2 separate regions of the Mus musculus genome follow, and region 1 is linked to region 2. A link is a contact called in public Hi-C data. All regions are on one chromosome and are shown on one strand. Each heading gives the region's core, a stretch centred on a gene start, on an enhancer-like site or on the middle of the called end of the contact. The rest is flanking DNA. Distances are from core to core; before and after follow the strand shown. Region 1 overlaps Arhgef28 (Rho guanine nucleotide exchange factor (GEF) 28). Region 2 overlaps Lncenc1 (long non-coding RNA, embryonic stem cells expressed 1).

Region 1 (4,400 bases), core at 1,455-3,954, 560 kb before region 2:
TAATGTTTTGCCAAATATATATATATATATTTAAACTGTAATGTATGCTTGACATAGGGAATATGGTAACTCTGTAATGAGGAGATGACCTCTGTTTTGTAAGCTGAGGCTTAGATAATGGTTCATGCTACCCAAAGGCTCATGAGTTGGCTGTTTGCCTCCTGATATAGTGCTGTTGGAAAGAAGAGACTTTGATGAGGTTAATACCCAGAGGAAGTCATTAGGTCTTAAAAACTTCTTCCCTAAGAAGGGATTAATGTAGTTCTCTTGAGACCCTTGTTAGGTTTTGAGAAGACTGTTATGAACAAGCAAGACTGGTCCTTGCCTGTCTTCAGGTGGCCTGCCTTACATCGGATTTCTCCCCTGACGACCTCACGCTGCTGTGTTTTTGTTGTTAGTGACTTAACCAAGGAGCCCTCACAAGAGCCGCACTATGCTGTTTCAACCTTAACCCCCGTAAACTGTGAGCTAGGTGAACCTTTTTAATTTATAAGCTATCTAGCTTCAGACATTTTGTGATAACCGTAAGAAATAGTCATCCCAAAGGTATTCTAGGTAAAGAAGAGACTGGGACCATGTCAGGAAGGAAAAGGGAAGAATGGAATAATGACATTAGGAAGATGTTTCCACACATATTGTCATGTCAAAAAAAAAAAAAAAAAAGGAGGGAGACCCTCTCAGCATGCGAGATATGCTGTCACCTTCCTTTATGAGTTGGGGAATTGAGGCCCAGAAAGAAAAAAATGACTTGCCCTGCCTTGGAGACTGTTGTAGCAAAACTCAGCCTAGAGCTCAGACACTGAATGTAAGAGAATTCTGTTTCCCAGTAAACATGCCACCTTTTAGGAGAGGGAATGGAGGGAGGATGTCAAGAGCTTGCCCCTGTGGATGGAAAGGTACCAATGCTCCTCACCGCCTCAGCTCCCACTCCCTTCTGTGCACTGTTATGGAGGAAGAGAGCTGGCAGGGATAGCATTAGCGTTTCCAGACGCAAGACCTATTGCTAGCCTTTGGCACTGCCCCCTGCACACAGGCATGGTACTTGCACACACCCAAACTTTGGGCCTGGGAACTGATGGACAGGGGCCTGGAAGTAGGAAATTTGGAACCTCAAAGGGGTTTGTTGTGCATCTCCAGTGTCACGCCTGCCTGCATGCCACCATGCTTCCTGCCATGATGATAATGGACTAACCCTCTGAATCTAATACACCCCCAGCTAAATGCTTTCCTTTATAAGAGTTGCCCATGGCTATGCCACTTCTCCATAGCAATAGAAACCCTAACAATGTCTTCTAATGCCGCTCCTAAGCATTCTGTCTGTGGAGGGCACTCAACTTCAAAGCACTACAGAAAGAGAATGCTGGGATGCCTACTGTCTTCTCTGAGATTGAGAGAGGTGTGGACAGAGCTATAAACTATACCAGGAGTGGAGGAGACAATGGCTTTCTGCTTTCCCTTCTGCGTTGCTCAGGTTGGTCTCGAACTCTGGGTCTCAAATGAACCTCCCGTTTCTGCCTCCCCAGAGGAGTACTTCAGGCACACGTGACACCATGCTTATTTCGTTTTGCTTTGGAAATGAGCTCATATAATATTTGAAGGACGGGGTATTTGATCTGCACAGTCACCCTTAATAAGCACTTAGACGTACAATGATGTTTCAGAGGCTTAGTGATAACTGTTAAAGGTAAACTATGTAAATTCAAGAGCCCATTCACGCCTTTCTCCCTTCTCAGGAAGTTTCATGAATTAGGCGAGAGTGTGTGTGTGTGTGTGTGTGTGTGTGTGTGTGTGCACTGTATGGGTGTGTGTTTGGGTTTAATCTAGAAATTTACAAGAGAATGCCTGAATGAATAGGTCGTTTCAGAAAGCCTCAAAAAGAGAAAGAAACCTTTCTCCAAGATGACATAACTTGCTAACTTGTCTTTGTTCTTGGAGAGTTTTCTACTTAATTTCCCAGAGAGCAGGTTCAGTGCTGAACTCTGCCCAGAGGCATCTCTGTGTCCCAAACAAGAGGGGGTGGGGGCTGGGGGGGGGACATCGCAGGCCTATGGCAGACAACAGAGCTAACAGAGCCTCTTACTCCCCTTAGTCAAACAAATACTTAGCCAATGTTTTGAAAGTGACTCCTCTCCTCTCATCTCTGTAGGGGCAAAGAAGGAAGTATTACAATTTATCGTCTCCATGTTTAGGAGACATTATTAGAACGTGTGGTCTTGTTGGAGTGGGTGTGGCCTTGTTGGAGCAGGTGTGGCCTTGCTTGAGTGGGCGTGTCCTTGTTGGAGTAGGTGTGGCCCCAACTCCCACAGGAAAACCTGCTAAAACTTACAGTTGAATTTCATGATAAAGAGAAGGCATCCTGTCTGGGAATGTGGTTCGGTGGTAGAGTGGCTGCCCAGAATATGTAAGACATGTGCTTGTTCAATCCCCAACACTCAAAACAAAACTAAACAAAACAAAAATAGGAAAGCTGTAGGAAGGTAAGGTGGAAGGCATTGTGAAGGGATGCCAGTCAGTAGCCTTCGGTGTGCTGATGAGGTCTGAGCGGGGGTGGGGGTGGGGGGGTGGGGGGGGTGTGGTCCCTCAAAACAGACTCAGTCATACACTCAGCATAACAAAGTCATGGAAAAGAGCCCAGGCGTGCGAACCGCTGATTCATGAAGACACGGAAATGTTGTGTAACCCTCTTTCACTGGCCTGCGTGGTTATCTCTGTCTGCTTGGCATCTTTCCCTTAGCCGAACAGCGCTCATATAGTTGAGTGGGCAGCTCTCCTACTCTGGCCATGATGCTCACACAGTGTTCCTCCTACCAGTGATAGGCCCACGGTGAGCACATCACCCAGACACAGCCAGTCAGAACCCTTTCTCTGGGTTTCTCAAACTGGAATTTGGAGGGACATGCCTTGCTTCTCCCGTGGTATCTGTAGAAAGATTGGTGATGAAGCCACTGGCTATACAAAACGAGTCTGTAGTCAGAAGGAACGCAAAGAGAAGCAAATCTATGGTAAGGCCCTGTGAGGCTCCGGGCTGGGCTCCAAGCTCGCTTCCCTGTTTCTCAAGCTTTGTGTAGTAAATCCATTCAGCTCAGTGAATTTTCTTCCATCTCTTTTTACTTTAGCAAATTCAAGCGAGTGTCTCTTCTCACAAACTGGAAACCTCTGTCCAACTTCTCCTTCAAATGTAGCTCATGAGCCCTTTCCCCAGTTTTCCCTGAACCCCTCAGAGGTCAGCGTTCTTCCTCAGCTGCTTTGCCGCTGGATGTGGGTTCTTCTGCTAGCCCTTCTCTGTCACAGCTGACACGCCACGTCTCTACCCTAAGGGTCCCTGGGAAGCAGGGGTTGTCCTGTGCATTTCAAATCTCCAATGCTGGACCATGGAACTTGGTCAGTGAATGTTGGTTTCATTACTCTTTATTTGATCTACATTCAGTCTTACTTTCACGAGTACTACCCTATATATAGGCTGTGGGGTGAGGGAGGGCAGGAGTATATTTTTAATATGGAAAGCTTGGTTTGATGTAACAATGTAAGCGGACATTTTTAGCAACTGCTTGGTGTCGCCGGATAATAATTTGGTACCCTGGATTTCTCCTGACTGTTCTACACCCCTCTTTTCATCCTTGTCCATATTCACTGTGGCTTTGTGGTGGGAGTTGGGGGAGTTGCTGGTAGGAGGGGCCTGGTTCTTGAATCTTTGCAGTGATTTCTGGGTCTTTCTGGACTGATCTAGCCTCTTCAGAAACATAGCACTTGTGACCAAGGCCTGCTGCTGGGGTCCTCTCCTGGTGTCTAGCGTGGCTTGGTGATTCTCCTTTTGGACTTATACCAATTTGGCTTTACCTTGCCTCTCATATGACAGAACCTTGGGGTCTCTGCCCCTGGATGTTGTCCCACATGCCCTCTCCAGAAACATCTACCGTAATCTTCTTTTGTTCTGTGGTGGATGAGACGGTCGCCATATACGCTGAGCCCAGCCCCTGACTGCTTCTCTCTGAGGTGTTTAGGACCTTGGGGTACCATCCTCATGTGTAGGCAATGGAGAGCAGCCTGAGAAGATGAGCTCGGCATTATTGTTTGACCTTGGTGTATACACCCCATTCCCTCATGAGTCACGTGATCTGAATGAAACAAGAAAAGCCTACTGATTCTCAGAGTGGCCCCAACCTGTCTCACACTGCTTGCCTCAGCCAGAGAAACCACTTATTTGTGCCTTTAATCTCTATTATCCTACAGTGGGGAGCCCTGATCGTGGATAAATCCCATTTCCAGCTCTCTTTCATGCTAATCTGTCCAGAGTTTCCCCATAATGATGAAGTGAGTCAGGAATTCAGTAGTTTCTCATCTAGAAAAAAACATAGAATGATTTGAGCACTGCCCAGCAGTACTTAGCTTTCATCATACCA
Region 2 (4,131 bases), core at 1,466-3,965:
CCACAGGGAGATTTTTTTTTTCCAAAAACACTTCACTTTGTTTCCTGATGGTTATGGTGGATCGGGAGGCATCGTCGTCGTCAAATACAGGAACCACCAATCTTAAAGAAGTAAAAGGAGGAGGCGAAACACGGACAAATAATGAAGCGTCTGCCTCTTAGTCATCCAGTCCTTAGGTAAATAGCTTCTTGTAGCCTCAATATGTAAAATGGAGTGTTATGATGATTAAATGGGAGGTCATTACACTGAGGCAGCTGTGGCGTCCTCGGACGCTCCATCCACAAACTAGAATGTCAACTCAGCAGGAAGAATCACAGCTGGCAACTGAGACTTGTTTTACCTGGCAGAACATGCCAACCTAACCTCTAACCTGCGACTTGAAGGCTACTACCCCACTCTAGTCAGTCACCTCTCTACTGGGATTCAATACTTACCATATGACCCCCTCCCCTGCCCCCACTCCCACCCTTGGCTGGAACTCCAAACACCTGCAGTTCGGAGCTGTCCAACTCATGAATCATGGATATCTGCTCAAATGGTCACTCCAAGGCTTCAATATGCATATACCTTATCTCTCCACAGGGGATACCCTGTGTATTGCTTTTAACAATAGTAGCTGTCTCCAGAGTTTGAAGCAAAGAAAACAGCACTGTGTCACAGGATTCAAAACATGCCACATAAAAATACCTAGCTGGTCTCTTAGCTATAATAATATCATCATTACTACAGTTATTACTGCTGATATTTAACATTTCAAATGCTACAATAAATTTTTTCCAGTTGTTGATCAATCTGTGCTCCAGATTGTTAAGTTGACCTCTCAGATCATCCTGCCAACCTGAGTCTAGTCATGGAGATAGAAAGAAGTCAGCAAGTCAGGCAGTGGTGGTACACACCTTAATCCCAGTACTTGGGAGGCAGAGGCAGGTAGATTTCTAAGTTTGAGGCCAGCCTGGTCTAGAGTGAGTTCCAGGATAGCCTGGGCTATACAGAGACCTCCCTACAAAAGAGAGACAGAGAGAGACAGAGAGAGAGACAGAGAGAGAGAAAGAGAGAGGAAGAGAGAAAGGAAGAGAAAGGAAGAGAGAGAGAGAGAGAGAGAGAGAGAGAGAGAGAGGAAGAGAGAGAGAGAAGCCAGCAAACAGCCTTTGCTTTCTCACAGCCCCAGGAAGGTTCACCCTGCAGCCTCCCATGCTGTCTATCAGCTAGCTCCTCAGTAGCACAGCATCTCCCAAGCAGAATTATAGCCCCTGCTTCAAAAAGGACATAGCATGCTTGGTTGTTCCCACTTTGGGCTCTCCAGTACCCCTGGTATCTGGAAAGGCCTGGCTTTTGTGTGCAGTGGTTGAAGAGAACCGCAGAAGGGAAAATTCTAAGGAAGGGCTATGCCCACGTCTTCTCTATATTTTCTATTCTATCCGCCAGCTCCCTTCGGTTTCGATTTTATATCATAGCTACCTATAATTCTATTCTGAAGACATGAAAGAAAAAAAAGCAGAGATTAATTTGGTGCTCATACATATGTATGCATGTGTAGTGTGTGTATGGTGAGGTATGTGATATGTGTAGTATGTGTATGTAGGGTGTGATGTGTGTGATATGTGTAGTGTGTGTATGTGGAGGGGTGATGTATGTGGGGGTGTGTAGGATGTGGGTTGTATGTGTATAGGGTATGGTGTGTGTGTAGTGTGTGGTATATGTGTGTGTGCATAGGATGTGGTATGTGTTTAGGATGTATGGTGTGTGTGCATGTGTGTATGATGTGGTGTGTGTGGTTGTATGGTGTGTGTATGGTGTAGGATGTGGTGTGTGTATAGGGTGTGTATACGGTGTGGTATGTGTGGTATGTATGCTGTGTGTGTGTAAAGTGTGGTGTATGTGTGTGTGCATAAAAAGTGGTGTGTGTGCAGGTTGTGTGGTGTGAGTATGTGTGTAGGATGTGGTGTGCGTGCGTCTGTGTGTAGGGTGTGGTGTGAGTATGAGGTGTGTATGATGTGTGTATGTATATGCATGTGTATGGTGTGTGTATAGGGTGTGGTGTGTGTGGGTACATGTGCACATGCACATAAGTGTATCAGCAGGCATGTGTAGTTCTGGATGATATAAAGGGTAAGAAGCATGAGCCGCAAAAAAAACAGGTAGAAAATAAAAGAAAGAAAGCAAAAAGAAAGAAAGGAAGGAAGAAGAGAGCGGGAGTGAAGCAGGGAAGAAGAAGGAGCTAACTTTCAATGTGATATTTTAAATAGTACTGAATGACCGGTCAGGACAAAGGCGGGAGTCTCCCAGGTTTGTGATCTCCTATGGTCTGTCTTTTATGCTCCCCTGGAGGTGGCACATTTGCTTCCACTAGGCCTGCGCCCCAAACTGTAGACAGGCATTTACCCTGGGCCGGCCTATGAAGACTGATGGGCGCGAGGTGGGTCACCGAATGTCAAAATGACTCACTAAAAAAATCACCCTGTTAGCCTGCCAAGCACCCCGGGCCTCTGGCCATCAAATCTGCGTCCTTCCACTGGAACTCTTGTTCCCAGATTCAGCGGTGAGCAGGTGGTATTTGTTTTTCAAAACTTGATCACAACTATCAGCCGCAAAAATTACCTGAACCAAGAGGAATCCCCCTGCTCGCTTTGTCTTTATCAAAGCTCCCTTTCAGAGAGCCTGAGGACCCGGAGGTCACATATTTCCTGTATGAAGTCAGGGAACCCAGGACAAGTAGTATCATTCAGTGTGTGCGCAAGCATTGCAAAATGCAGGTTCCTCTGCCCAGTTCCAAGGGTTGCCACAGTCACCAAGTTTATTTTGGTGACCTTTGAAAGCATGTATTTGTCTCAATAGATATGTTTTCTTTCCTAGATTGGTGTACAAAAGTCACAGGGAAAAAAATTACTTAGGAGGAAAATGTATTCTCATTGGTGTTTGAATAAGTGTTATTCACATCACAGCATAGATGATACACAAACAGCAGCGATGTTGGTTGGTAAATCTCCAACTATTTGTACATCGTTTGAACCTTCTACTTGCAGCCTTGGCCAAAAAAGAAAAATAAATAATGAAGAAACAGCAAAATTATAATGCCCATATTCCTCGTTGTTCCCATTTTCTATTGTGGTAAAAGGACGGCCAAGGTAAGCTCTACCAGTGTCACCACACCAAGTGTCACCACACCAAGTGTCACCACACCAAGTGTCACCACACCAAGTGCACTGGTCAGTTTCATTGAGACTGGATGACGCCGGGTAGTGGTGGTGCACGCCTTGAATTCCAGCACTTGGGAGGCAGAGGCAGGTAGATTTCTGAGTTCGAGGTCAGCCTGGTCTACAGAGTGTGTGAGTTCCAGGACAGCCAGGGCTATACAGAGAAACCCTGTCTCGAAAAAACAAAACAAAAACAAAACAAAACAAAACAAAACAAAACAAAACAAAAACAAAAAGACTTGATGATGAGTACCTAGTGATTAAACCGATGCATGTTAGTGTGCATCCACCTCCTTGAACAGCTGACCCCTTAGACTGTAACTCCATGGCCCCTCTCCCCAGGCCTCTGGTGACCACAGTTCTGTGAGTTTTCAGTTCTCCCACAGAGGCGGAACAGCACAGTACTTATCTTTCTGTATCTGGCTTACTTCACTCTGCAAAATGTATTCAAGGGTGACTCATGTTGTAGCCTGCATCAGATATCAGAATATCACCCTTTTCTAAGGTTAATGTCCCATTGTATGCAAATGCCACATTTGTTTATGCATTCAAACATTATCTACTCTGCTGGTGGACACTTGGGTTGTTCTTACCTTAGTCACTAATGCCCCTGTGTATGTGGTGTAGGAAAATCTGCCAAGTCCCTGGTTTCAGGTGTGTGGGCCATATATGCCTTTCACATTATTTTAATTATCTTTATGGAAATTCCTTCATCTGTCAGGGAAAACCAGTCTTTCAGCCCAACATGTGTTTTAGAGAGAGCTGTCGCTAACCTGGTAGAGGAGGTGAGCATCTCACACAGGAAGCTAGCACAATGCGGGGATCTGTGCAGCGACAAAGGCAGAGCCGGCGCACATCCTCCTCCTCTTCCTAGCTTCCTGTGCTAGATGCCCACTTCCTCCTCTATTCGGTTAACGACAATGTGGGGGATCTGTGC

The links. A called contact is a pair of places that touch in the nucleus more often than the background predicts.
Region 1: a contact with region 2 is called in a Hi-C map of ventricular fibroblasts, with 3 times the contacts expected there. The contact joins two enhancer-like sites. A contact is called at or near these places in 1 of 484 Hi-C or Micro-C datasets (ventricular fibroblasts) and 2 of 115 datasets of contacts at active chromatin or transcription factors (astrocytes and embryonic stem cells).

Annotation. Positions count from the first base shown.
Region 1 is chr13:98,007,130-98,011,529 of GRCm38.p6, reverse strand. The region is part of intron 9 of Arhgef28 (Rho guanine nucleotide exchange factor (GEF) 28); the gene reads left to right. Among named protein-coding and RNA genes, the nearest start is that of Gm34388, 120 kb to the right of the region's middle. Within about 2 kb of position 2,704, at least 57 of the 459 cell types and tissues checked have an H3K27ac peak or open chromatin away from gene starts, as enhancers often do.
Region 2 is chr13:97,442,540-97,446,670 of GRCm38.p6, reverse strand. All of the region lies in intron 1 of Lncenc1 (long non-coding RNA, embryonic stem cells expressed 1), which reads right to left. Among named protein-coding and RNA genes, the nearest start is that of Lncenc1, 9.6 kb to the right of the region's middle. Within about 2 kb of position 2,715, at least 148 of the 459 cell types and tissues checked have an H3K27ac peak or open chromatin away from gene starts, as enhancers often do.